2 separate regions of the Triticum aestivum genome follow, and region 2 is linked to region 1. Evidence: chromatin contacts called from public Hi-C data. All regions are on one chromosome and are shown on one strand. The core of a region is the stretch at or near the end of the contact, and the rest is flanking DNA. Distances in the headings are between cores, read along the strand shown. Region 1 has its middle 30 kb from the start of LOC123170709. Region 2 holds the start of LOC123164886 (putative disease resistance protein RGA4).

Evidence for each region. A called contact is a pair of places that touch in the nucleus more often than the background predicts.
Region 2: a Hi-C map of leaf shows a contact between it and region 1, with 2.2 times the contacts expected there. The contact joins the promoter of LOC123164886 here to the enhancer-like site in region 1. A contact is called at or near these places in 2 of 5 Hi-C or Micro-C datasets (both in leaf).

Annotation. Positions count from the first base shown.
Region 1 is chr7D:36,608,689-36,615,663 of IWGSC CS RefSeq v2.1, forward strand. No RefSeq gene overlaps it. Among protein-coding and RNA genes, the nearest start is that of LOC123170709, 30 kb to the right of the region's middle. Within about 2 kb of position 4,478, at least 7 of the 8 cell types and tissues checked have an H3K27ac peak or open chromatin away from gene starts, as enhancers often do. A contact at or near this core is called in leaf, where this site is marked.
Region 2 is chr7D:36,746,032-36,753,006 of IWGSC CS RefSeq v2.1, forward strand. It overlaps LOC123164886 (putative disease resistance protein RGA4), which reads left to right and starts at 3,600. Exons shown (of 5, transcript XR_006482702.1): 1 at 3,600-4,495; 2 at 4,876-5,994.

The DNA of each region.
Region 1 (6,975 bases), core at 3,228-5,727:
ACTTTCTTGAAATTTTAGCGAGGGATCATCTTATTTATGCTACCGTCGTTCTAAGCAATTAAGATGTAAACATGACAACCATCACATGCAAATCATAAAGTGACATGATATGACAATATCATCTTGCGCCTTTTGATCTCCATCTTCGAGGCGCGACATGATCAACTTCGTCACCGGCATGACACCATGATCTCCATCATCATGATCCCCATCATCGTGTCTTCATGAAATTGTCCGGCCAACTATTACTTCTACTACTATGGCTAACGGTTAGCAATAAAGTAAAGTAATTACATGGCATTTTCATTGACACGCAGGTCATACAATAATTAAGACAACTCCTATGGCTCCTGCCGGTTGTCATACTCATCGACATGCGAATCGTGATTCCTATTACAAGAACATGATCAATCTCATACATCACATATATCATTCATCACATCCTTTTGGCCATATCACATCACATAGCATACCCTGCAAAAACAAGTTAGACGTCCTCTAATTGTTGTTTGCATGTTTTACGTGGATGCTATGGGTTTCTAGCAAGAACGTTCCTTACCTACGCAAAAGTCACAACGGTGATATGAATTGCTATTTACCCTTCATAAGGACCCTTTTCATCGAATCCGATCCGACTAAAGTGGGACAGACAGACACCCGCTAGCCACATTATGCATCAAGTGCATGTCAGTCGGCGGAACCTGTCTCACGTAAGTGTACGTGTAAGGTCGGTCCGGGCCGCTTCATCCCACAATGTCGCCGAATCAATATAAGACTAGTAACGGTAAGCAAATTGAACAAATCATCGCCCACAACTACTTTGTGTTCTACTCGTGCATAGAATCTACGCATAGACCTAGCTCATGATGCCACTGTTGGGAAACATAGTAATAATTCAAAATTTTCCTACGTGTCACAAAGATCAATCTAGGAGATGCTAGCAACGAGAGAGAGGGAGTGCATCTTCATACCCTTGAAGATCGCTAAGCGGAAGCGTTACAAGAACGCGATTGATGGAGTCGTACTCGCGGCGATTCAAATCACGGAAGATCCGATCAAATGCCTAACGGACGGCGTCTCCGTGTTCAACACACGTACAGCCCGGGGACGTCTCCTCCTTCTTGATCCAGCAAGGGGAAAGGTGAAGTTGAGGGAGAACTCCGGCAGCACGACGGCGTGGTGGTGGTGGAGCTCGTGGTTCTCCGGCAGGGCTTCGCCAAGCACTACGGAGGAGGAGGAGGTGTTGGAGAGGGGGAGGGTTGCGCCAGGGGAAGGGGTGCGGCTACCCTCCCACCCCCCCTCTATATATAGGGGCAAGGGAGAGGGGCCGGCCCCCCCAAGATGCATCTAGAGAGGAGGGGCGGCGGCCAAGGGGGAAGGCTTGCCCCCCAAGCTAGGTGGGGCGCCCCCTCTAGGGTTTCCCCCAACCCTAGGCGCATGGGCCCTAGGGGGGAGTTGGCGCTCAGCCCACCTAGGGGTTGGTTCCCCTCCATATTCAGCCCATAGGGCCCTCCAGGGCAGGTGGACCCTCTCGGTGGACCCCCGGAACCCCTTCGGTGGTCCTGGTACAATACCGGTAACCCCCTGAACACTTCCGGCGATCGAATAAGGACTTCCCATATATAAATCTTCATCTCCGGACCATTCTGGAACTCCTCGTGATGTCCGGGATCTCATCCGGGACTCCGAACAACCTTTGGCAACCACATACTATTTCCCATAACAACTCTAGCGTCACCGAACCTTAAGTGTGTAGACCCTACAGGTTCGGAAACCATGCAGACATGACCGAGACATCTCTCCGGCCAATAACCAACAGCGGGATCTGAATACCTATGTTGGCTCCCACATGTTCCACGATGATCTCATCGGATGAACCACTATGTCGGGGATTCAATCAATCCCGTATACAATTCCCTTTGTCCTTCGGTATGTTACTTGCCCGAGATTCGATCGTCGGTATCCCCATACTTCGTTCAATCTCGTTGCCGGCAAGTCTCTTTACTCGTTCTGTAACGCATGATCCCGTGACCAACTCCTTAGTCACATTGAGCTCATTTTGATGATGCATTACCGAGTGGGCCCAGAGATACCTCTCCGTCATACGGAGTGACAAATCCCAGTCTCGATTCGTGGCAACCCAACAGACACTTTCGGAGATACCTGTAGTGTACCTTTATAGCCACCCAGTTACGTTGTGACATTTGGTACACCCAAAGCATTCCTACAGTATCCGGGAGTTGCACAATCTCATGGTCTAAGGAAATGATACTTGACATTAGAAAAGCTTTAGCAAACGAACTACACGATCTTGTGCTACGCTTAAGATTGGGTCTTGTCCATCACATCATTCTCCCAATGATGTGATCCCGTTATCAACGACATTCAATGTCCATGGTCAGGAAACCACGACCATCTATTGATCAACGAGCTAGTCAACTAGAGGCTTACTAGGGACATATTGCGATCTATGTATTCACACATGTATTACGGTTTCCGGTTAATACAATTATAGTATGAACAATAGACAATTATCATGAACAAGGAAATATAATAATAACCACTTTATTATTGCCTCTAGGGCATATTTCCAACACTCGACTACAAGGAGATGGTCCTCCGCATTGCGCTGGAGCGGTCCAAGGTGGAGACCGGCGGCAGCTCCAGATCTGGAGCGTCGCCGCAGCTTCCCCGTCGCGAAACGCAGATGCCGGAGCTGGACCCTCCTGGCTCGCGCACAGCGACACAAGGGCAACACAGTCCGTGTCGGCCCCGCGCCATCTTCTTCCCTCGCCAGCCGCTCCTCCACGCGGCCAGCGTTGGGTGCTTGTGCCCGTACCGCCGGCCCGCACGTGCACTCCGGAGTCGGAGGCGCGCGCCACGAGAGGGTGCGTGCATGGGAGAGGGACGCGGTGGAGCAGCCCGCGTGCCGCCGCTGCGGGAAGGAGGCGGACCGCGATGACGACGCACGTCTCCAAGCATGGGTCTACGACCGCTCTCTCAGGACGGTGGAGACGGATGCTCGTCGCCTCCAACGGAAAAATGCCAAGGCGCTCCGGCTTGCTATTGAGTAGTCGGAGCACGAGGCGAAGGAGGCAGCAGCGGAGAAGGCTCGGATCGCCAGGTTGAAGTGGGAGCAGGACAGGGCGGTCCATCGGATGAAGGGGCTCATCGTCCTCTCCGACTCCGACTCAGACGACGGCGACAACTGCACCTCCTCATCGGACGACCAAGACCCTCCACCAGCCGCGTACGGCTACAACTGTGCCCGGCTTTCGGAAGGACAAAGGCCCGGCAAGGAAGTGGTGATCCCCCCCTCCCCGCCCCCTTAATGCTTATATTGTTTTTCTAAGGAAGGCTTATATTGTTTTTAGTTGTAAAAGTTTAAGAACTTGTCCAGTGACGAACTATAATCTTTTGAATGTGGCGAAGTGTGTTAATGTCTGTTTGCAGCCGATCTTGTATTCCTTTGTAGCCGATTTTTGTTGTCCATCGTTTGATAATGTAGGTAGATCAACGTTTGCATGTGTAGTATGAATATAAGGCGCCGGATATGAGATACACGGATGCAGAGTGCTAAATATGAGGCGTGCCTCATTAGACGTGTTTGAAGGGCTGGATTTGGCCATCGCGGCGGTAGATGCTCTTAAGTAATCTATCTATAGGTAGACACGCAGAAGATTTAAGCTCGGCGGAAGAGGACGCTCGTAAAGCGATTGATCCATGAAAGAGGCGGGGACAGGTGGAGTCGGACGGACCCCATGTGCGTGCCGTCGCGCGCGCCGCGGAGGGCGTGGCGTGGCGAGGCGAGGCCGGGGAGGGCGCGAACCGGGGCAGCGCCATGCGCAGGCCGGCAAGCAGGCAGACGCCACCTCCCCCGGCCCCCGGCCGCCGGTCCACAGGCACGCACGCGCCGAGGCCAAGCCATCGACGTTTTCATGACATCCGTACGTCCACGGAGGGACGGAGATCTATGGCGGCACTCCTTGATACTTTGCGAGGTGATTTTCTCCCTCCCCTCCTACCGTCGTAGTCGTACGTCTATAAGCTACTCTTTCACGATTGACTGCACTGCATTACACTACACGCGCAGCGCGTACGTTTGTGTTTGGTGTGTGCGTATGGATGCGGTGCAAGCACGTCAATCCATATTCCTTTCTCCTCTCGTGTTGCTTAATTCATCGACTAGCCCGTGGCCGAATGGCGAGCTGACGACAACGCACGCCGTGCGGCCTGACACGCAGCTATAGATGCACCACCGTCGACAGTCAGTCGTCGGATGATGCAGGCTCGGCCAAGATGATCCAGGCACGGGACTGATCACATGAGTGATTGATGAATCTCCCTGCCAAGCAACAGTAGCTGCTAGTACAGTAGTAGCATCTGATGATAGCCTGACACATGAATAGCGCGTGAGATGTAGCTTGTCCGGTCCACCCGTGCCCGGCAGCGACTGGACGGAAGACGCGCCGGACCAGGCCAGAGGTGCGCCCAGCAACGCCCCGCACCACGTCCTTCCAACGCTGCAAATACTACTACTCCTAGCTAGATAGAGTAGTCCGGCGCTCGCTCTGGTAGTGATAGTATATTCTGCCCAAATCTCCCGGAATCCTCCACAATCCACTTTGGTTGACGCATGACGGCAAGGAAGCAACCAAACAGAGATAGAAAGCACCGTCACTCACACACCCTCCTTGATACACTAAGATAATACTAAAAGCGATTATACGATAGACTAAAAGTGATTTCCGCGGCGCTCCATTTCCGACGTACATGAACGCGACACGAAAAAAGGCCAAAAGAGGATTAGCGCACGCACGCTCCGTCGGCAAGGGAGACCTAAAAGGGGCAGACGCACCTTGCACCTGGCTGCTGCTTGCTTGCTGACGATGATCGGTCGATCGATAGATAGGTAGAAACGAACGTTCCTGGCTAAGCATAAATAATACTGCCCCGTACTGCCGCACGTTGTCTTCTCCCTATAATTCACGGCGGCTGTGCTGCCCGGAAAACCATAATAAAGTAGCAACGATTCGTCCAGCCCCGCCCGGTGGTGGAGGTTTTCGTTCACTCACGCCGTGGGTTTCGTCGTTTCGCTTTGGTGTCTCTTTTTGGGACTATCATATTTGCAGAACCAGAAATCGGAGAGCCAGCGTCATGTGATCTTGTGTACCTACTTGGCGACTGATACCTAATTCCTTCTATCGCCCTCCTCATCTGGCAGGACAGGGATAATAATATGGATGTACCCAACTTGATCTTGATACCTCTCAAACTGTGCAGACACCTAGTAGTTCATAAGAGCATCTACAACCCTGGTCGCCCAAATTGGGGCCTATACGCCCGCGGACACATCTGTGGGCAGTGACCGGGCACGGCTCATTTCTTCCCGTTCACAACCGCAGTCCCCATACATCCACATTCAAATCCATACGGACCATGCATACCGAAAATTTTCAATGAAATTTCTAAAATTTCGCATATTTGGAGTCCGAAATATTTTTGACACCAAAATTTCGATGCAGATTCAAACAGATTTCATAATAAAATTAAATTATGTTAAAATTCATTAAAACTATGTGAAATTTGGAATCTCAACGTCTGAAATAATTTCCGAAATATCCAAAATTTCACATATTTCGGTGAGGTCCGAAATTATTTTGTGTCCGAAATTTAAAACCTTGCGTAGATCAACAATGAAGAACGAACGAGAAATAAACAGCCTAATCAAACCCAAAAGACACAGTTCGAGTTATATTAGCTAGAGGGGCGAAGATCATCATTTCTTAGCCGGGCCCTCCCCATTGCGGTCGTCGGAGCGGCGATAATACTCCTCTGGGTGTCTGCGGCGGGAGGATCATCATCGTCGTCGTCCGCGCTCGTCGTGCCGCTCTCCGATGCCAAGGAGATGTAGCCGGAGAGGTGGCCGACGGCGCGAGCCTGCTCCGTCGCATGTCGTGCCGCCTTGGCCTTGGCGGTCTCCTCCCTTGCAAGGAGCTCCGACGCTTCGATCCCGAGCCAGAGTGCCTTCGCATTATTGCGCCGGAGGCGCCTAGGGTCCGTCTCTGCTGACGTAAGCGAACGATGCATGACCTCATGGCGGAGCTACTCCTCCTGGTCGATAGGGACAGATCTAGCGCATGGGCGCTAGAAGGGCAGGCCTCTGCATCCCTTTGCGTGGCCCGCTGGCGCTCGTGGTGGGTTGCTTTCGCCTCCGACTCCAGCATCCGAATCCTCTTGGTGAGCGTAGGCACGAACATCCAGCGCTGCCCGGGTGGAGCTGGCGCCGTAGGGGAAGGGGAGAGGGCAGGCTGGCGCTAGACCTATAGTGGAGCGGAGCACGACGGGCCACAATGCTGGGTCAAATGGTGCGGAGCTCGAGCTCTCGCGAGTGTCCAACCTGGATCGCTCGATAGCGATGTGGAGCGCAAGCTCCTCGTCGTCCGGCGCCTCGCTGTCGGAGGCCACCTCCTTCGCGAGGTCGTCCCAGTCGATGGGATTAGAGTCGCCGCCGGAGCTCTCCATGGTGGATGGGAGGAGAGGGGAGGGAATGGGAGTGGACTGAGAACTAGGGTTACGTCTGGAAGATGAGGATTTTATGGGTTCATGGCGGGCCATTACCTACGTGGCGGGCACGTTTGGGCATCCCCTTATATGCCCCAGATATGAGCCGGGTATGGAGAGTGTCGGACAACCCGGACGTTTGGGCAGGTCTGGTTGGTTGGCAATTTTGCACCCGGACAGCCCACCCGGTTATTTGAGGTGGATTTGTATTTTTTTATAAATGTTTATCATGTATTTCAAAATATCCACCGTGTGTTAGTAAATAGTATCCATTATGTCTTAAAACTATTAATCATGTATTTCATAAAAATGTTCATGTATTTAAAATATGTTTGTAGTTTAAATAAAAATAATAGTAGGGTGTTAAATATTTTTCATCATGTATTTAAAAAATTCATTGCATATTAAGAA
Region 2 (6,975 bases), core at 2,350-4,849, 140 kb after region 1:
TATTGTACTCTGTATGAACAGTTATTGAATCATATGAACTATTTTCAAAGACCGTGGATATTTTTTTAATGAGTGAACATTGTTCTAAATTGTACTCTGTGTGAACAGTTATTGAATCATACGAACTATTTTCAAACATTAGCGTTTTTCTTATGTATCATCAATTTTTGTATGAACATGTGTTTAAATGTGTGAATAATGTTCCAAATACTGTGAATATATTTTGTGCCCTAATTTTTTAAAAGCAATTGTGCAAAACAGAAAAAAAAACTAAAGCGAAATAACTTTCCATCCTTTTGTAGGCCTAACAAAACTGTATTCTTTTCCCGCAAAAAAAATGTATTGTTTCCCCTTACAAATACTGTGTGTTTTTCAAAAACAGAAATGAAACTGTACTTGGGTACCTAGGGCCACAACTAGCAACCATATTTCTCGAAAGGAAAGGAACATGTTTTTGAGCAAAGGGTGAACATCTTTTACATGACATAGACATTTTTTGGATGGTACGAACATTTTCAAAAAGTAGCATAAACAATTCTTTTACACTGCACGGATACTTTTAAGGCGATGAACGCTATTAGAAATTTAGGAAAAAAAGTATTTTCGTATACATATTTTAACATGGAATATAAATAATAGTAACCAAAGGAAAAATAAAAAAAACTCATGTCTAGCGCTCAATTGAAAGGGAAAAAAAACACTTGGGAGAAATCAGAGTGCAGCTCGTGGCTACAAGCAAGACGGGTGCCTGGGAGACCGAGATGGGCCGCCCAGGAGCGCGGGAGGCCACAGGCTCCTTTTTTTGCTTTATTTTTAGCTTTTGTTTATACTTTAAATAATCTATATCTATATAGTATATAACAAAAAACTCTATAAAGCACTTTAAAATGTTAATATGTATAGATAAAATATTTATCTATTATGAAATATGTATAAATTTTTATCATGTATTTCAAAAGCATTAATAAAGCATTTAATTTTTTTGAACAAGTATTTAAAAATGTTGATCAAGCATTTGAAATTAACTAAATATGTATAGCAAAATGTTGACCATATATTAACAAAATAATGATTTTTTAATCATATATATAAAAATGTTAATCAAGCATTTGAAAATTTATTTAAGAGGTATTTGGAAAATGTTGATCAAGCATATGAAACATGTAATATTTGTATCGAAAAATTGTTTACCATGTATTTTTTTTATAATTTATGTAAAAATGTTAATCAAGCATTTAAAAAATGGCTGAACAACAATTTTCAAAATGTTAATCAACATTTGGAAAATGCTAAACATGTATAGGAAAAATGATGACCATGTGTTAAAAAAATGTTTATTTTCCATTTAGAAAATATTAAAAAATCATGTGAAATGTGCATATAAAAAATGTCTATCGTGTATTAGAACAAAATTAATCTTGTATTTGAACATTTTAATCAAGCATTTGAATTTTTTTAAAGTTTGTATTGGAAAAATATTGACCATGTTTTCCGAAAATGTTAATCGTGTATTAGAAAAATATAATGAAGCATTTGAAAAATGTTTAAAATGTGTATATAATTTTTTAACCATGTATTAAAATGTGAAATTGGTATTGGAAAAATGTTAAGTGTGTATTAGAAAAATGTTGTTGACTTATACAAATAAATTAGAACGAAAAGCAAAGGAAACAAAGAAAACAAAAAGCGCAAAACAAAAAACAAACAAGATAAACCAAATAAAAATAAAACTGAAGAAGCAAATGCAGAAAAATTGAAGAATAAAAAAAAAGAGAAATACAGAGAAGAAAAAAGAAAAGAGACAAACGAAAACAAAAATAGCATTGAAAGCAGAAGCAACAAAAGAATAAAAATAAAAAATGGAGAAATAAAAAAGAAAGCAAAATAAAAGAAAAAAGCCCGAAGCAAACCGAAATAACAGAAGAAAATGGAGAAGTAAAAAAACCGAAAAATACCAGAAAACCTGTGTAAAAGTAGCTCTTTCCCTTCTAATAGGTTGTGCCCAAGTAATTTAGCACAACCTCGATGTTGTCTCGAGATACACTGGCTATCAGTGCGACGATGCTTCTAGGACGGGCCAGGTTCGATTCCCGCGCGCTGCCATTTTTACACACGCTAGTGGGCTGGCCCGACTACTCCAGACCATTCAGCGAGAGATCGCTACGTCTCACGTAAGGCGAGACATAGCTCTCGCGAAGCAAGACATAGGCGTTCCGGAGGAAAACGGGAAGCTCCCGAAGGTGTTGGGCCTCATTTGTTTGGCTCATAGGACGGGCCCTTTAGTCCATGACTTTGTTTCAATTTTTCAGGAAAAAATGTATATTGGTTTTGTAAAAAAGGTAAAATGTATTTTGATTAGCATTTTTCCTAAAATGGTTTGTAAATATATTGCAGAAATGAGGGAACTAAGCATGTGTGCAAATGGTCGTCATGTACTTTAAAAGGTTAGTGTACATAAAAAGTATATTCGTGTATGAAATTTTGCACAAATAAAAATTATTTTTAATTATACGCATTATGTGAATTAAAATGTTCATCATACATTTAGAAACTATATTTTATTCTAAATAATTGATTTGTAAAAAATGAAACAAAAATAAGTTTAAAAAAGAAATCATTTTCGTATATGGAAAGTAAAACCTAAGTAGAAATAGAAGGTAAAATAAAACGAGGCTTGTGGTCTCGTGGATTCATCATAAGTGAAGAAGGTACAGTGTGGCTATTCTAGCGTGTGGTTTCCCAAAAAAAAATGATGAAGGTGTTGTGGCTTTCCAACTTCACATGAATCCGCTTCACATAGTGTGGCAGAGTGCTTTGTGCAAAAATCACGATGAATTTCACACCCTTCGCCGGAGTTTCACGAGTAAATCAAGGGAATTGCAAGTAGATCATAGTCAACTTCGGATCGAAATGCCTCTTATATTGACTTACACTATTACGAGCCTGAATCAAGCGTGTGTGCGCGCAAACAATCACTCTAATCAAGCATACACATACCCCGCAAAAAAAAAAATCAAGCACACACATGATAGTTTGCTCTTTAAAGTGATAGTTTAGGAATAAAGATTCACAACCTGAGTAGAACTTGGGATACAATCATACAAGAAGAGGGAGTGGGTGAGATGTGGAAGAAAGCAGAAGGTGAGATTGAAAGTACAAGATGTGGGGTGTTCATCCCAGCCGTTGCCTTCGATAATTCCTCAGCCGGTCTAGGCATGGCAACGCGGTGGCTCTGGAGTTTTAGGGTGTCAACTCACGTCATTTGGGTGACATAATTATTGGCTCCTTTGGTTGCAGTCTCGGGCTGGTTTATGTTGGTGATGTATCAGCCACTTTGTTTTATTAACCCATTTTCCTTTTAAAAAATTTAAAATATCTCACTTTTTTAGCGCGTTGATTAATCCTTGTTGACTTTATTTTTGAGGATAGTTTTTTTGAGGGGATTTTTTTTAGGATAGTTGATGGATACTTCTCCTGGACCTCACATTCCCACGCAGCATCGGTTGACTTGTCGCCTCCTCATTAAAAAAAAGCACCACTTGACTAGTCGTCTCCCTCATACATTAAAAAAAAAGAAACTTGACTTTGGTTCTGCCTCCGCTGCAGAGGTGACAGTATCATCCTGGTCCCCAACAGGACCCTGATCTTCATCCCCGCTGCAGCAGATCGGCCGGGGGCCCTCCTCCCGGCGACGATGCTTCCTCCGTCTCCGTCTCCAAACCTATGTACTACGGGACTGAATCCCCGCCCCGGCCGCAGATCCGCGTTCACGCGGGGAAGAGAGGCACACTTGGGTTGGGTGCTCCCGGTCAAAGAAAGAGACAACTCCGGCGAATCTTTCTTCCCCTCTCGCGCTCACACTCGACCACATCCAGTCCACACCTCGTCGCCGTCGCCGTCGCCGTCGGCACTTATCAGGCCGCGAGTCTGCAACCACTCGATTCAGAGAATGAAAAGAAGAATCTGCCCCCCTTCTTCATTGTGCCTATCTCTTCTTCCCCGCAAGCGCTGTATCCTCCTTGCTTCCCGGTCACCGGCGGCGACGGAGTCCCTTGCAGACGGCGTTGATACAGACCAGTCTCTTTCTCCCCCTCTACGATCCTCTCCGGCGACCTCTGCCTCACCGACTCCTTCCTCTGCACTAGGCTGTGAGAACCGCGCGTCAGTGTTATCGGTGTCCCCGTAAGATCCGCCCGGGCCAGCAATGGCGGCAGCGGCAGCCGTCGTCGGGGGCATGGTCGCCTCGGGCGTCATCAAGGTGGTGATAAAACAGATCGGATCCGCCATCGGCGGCAAGATCAAGCTGCACAAGAACCTGAAGAAAGATCTGCAGAAGATGAAGATGACGCTGGAGTCGGTGGAGGCCGCGCTCAGCGACGCCGAGAGGCGCTCCATCAACGACAGCTCGGCGCTGCTGTGGGTGAACCGGCTCAAGGCCGCCATGTATGACATCTCCGACATGCTCGACGATTTCGAATCTGACACACAGTCCCGGGTATGTTCATTTGGTTGCCATCAATCTGGATCTGAATGTTGTTGCTCTTTTTCCCCTGGGATATGAGAGACTGATGGACCTGAATATGTCTAGATGATGAATTTGAACTGATGGATCAGGTAAATTATGTACTGAATAAATTCATCATCCTAAAAATCTGAATCCATATAGTGAAGTAAATTATCTAGATGAATTTGAATTTATTTAGATATCCTGTTCTGCTACACGGATAAGACCATACTTGTTACTATGTGAATTTAAATTATCTACATGCGCTTTTCTTGATTTAAAGTGCAACAGCATCTCATAAGATTACCACCACGTGTATGTACTTTTCATGTCTTCAATGGTACTGACAGATCAAGTCATTCCTCTTGCAGGTCGGAGCTATGAGGAAGAAGATCAGTATGCCGGACAAGATGAAAAAGATGCAAAAGCGTCTACAGAAGATAACAGAAGACCATCAGAACTATCGTCTTCTGCCAGAAACTCGCAGCAATGAGCCACAACTTCCTGATATCCGGGAAAATGCAGGGACTATGGTGGAAGCAGAAATCATCGGGAGGGCCGAGGAAAAACTGGAAATCTTGGCTCGATTATCTGGGAGCACCACTGAACATACCACCTTTGTTCCCATATGGGGCTTGGGAGGAATTGGAAAGTCCACCTTGGCAAGATTGGTTTACAATCATCCTGAGTTTGAAAAACACTCTCGGGTATGGGTCTATGTTTCCCAGATATTTGACTTGAAAAAAATTGGCAACACTATAATATCACAACTATCAAGACAACAGAGCCAGCAGATACTTGATCTGCACAGTATTAACATTCGCCTTCAAGAGCTACTTGCTGAGAAGAAGAATGCTTTGATCATTCTGGATGACCTGTGGGAGAAGCGTCCTTCTCAACTAGAAGAATTAAAGTCTATGCTGAAGCAGAGTAAGGGGTGCAAGGTGATGGTTGTAGTTACCACACGTGATGAAGGGATTGCAAATGAAATCTCCACTGTGCAGCCTTACAAATTACCTCAATTGTCAGATGAGATGTGCTGGGAAATAATGAGCCAAAAGAGTAAATTCGAAACAAGGGACGACAAAGAACGGTTGGAGCCGATTGGAAGGGATATTGCAAAAAAGTGCAAAGGCGTAGCTTTAGCTGCTCAATCACTTGGACACATTTTGAGGTCCAAGTCGTATGGAGAATGGAATTCGGTCAGAACCAATCATATCTGGAATCTATCTACTTCTACAGATGCATCATCTAGTCATGAAGTGCTTGGATCCTTGTTGTTAAGCTACAACTTGATGCCTCCATATTTAAAGTCGTGCTTTGCTTATTGTGCAATCTTTCCAAAGGGCCACATAATGATTAAAGATGAGTTAATTCATCAATGGATTGCTCTTGGATTCATGGAGCCATCTAGTATATTCTCTTATTGGCAACTCGGTGAGAGTTACATTATGCAGCTTCTGGAGATGTCATTTCTTCAACATTCAAAGGTGAGCAGATTAATTCATACCTTCACATTTAATTGTGATATTATTTTATTTTATTAATGTATTGCACAATTCGGATATGATGTGGATTTCTTCATTGGGAAATAAGTTAGCACACAGATGTTGAGTCAAAAGATGGAAGTTAGATGTTCATGTGCACTAACTGTGGAATAAGCAGTGGTAATGATGGGGAATGGGCACGGAATTCACGACCGTCCGTCACCTTCGTGTGACGCGGTGTGAGCAGAGTCAAGGAAGACAAGACTCAGACTGTCACCGTGTGGATGGTCGCTGTTGGGGATGTTTCCCACGGATGAGACCCGGCGTCGTGAGACCCAGCCCCGAGCTTGGTAGTACTGAAACGTGCTTTGGTCACACTACTTCCGAGCCTCAGAGAGGAATCGAAACAAGACCAAGGACTCAAACGAGACCCGGCCCATGGCTGCCGGCTCATGCATGAGTACTGTGGGCCGACTCACAGGGAGGCCCAAGATGTTTTCCTGACTTGGATGTCGTGGTATTCTCACGGCAGATGCCATGGGATGGCTAATTGAGAGTGGCTGGGGCCAGAGGAGGTCGGTGGGTTTCGGAAGCGAGGTTGGGGACAAGCGGTGCGAGACACACGATGTACCCAGGTTCGGGACCCTCCGAGGGAGGTAACACCCCTCGTCCTACTGGATCGACTATGAAGGATCACGAGGGCTACAATGGTGCTCCTGGAATTATTCTTGGTGGAGGAGGAACGAGCTACCTATCTTCCTTGCCTCAGGCGAGTGTGTGTGTGAGGGTGTAGAATGAGCCGACCCCTACTGGGCGGTTCCTGGAAGGTCTTATAGCCCGACCTCCCAGGTTAGAAGCAATAAACTAAAGGGGGATGGGGCCCCATTGTCATCGTCTCCAGCCGGCAATGGAGCCCGCCGGGTGCTCGACATTGGCACTTCGTCCGCCGCGTCATGGAGTGGTTGGTACTGTGTAGCTACGGTG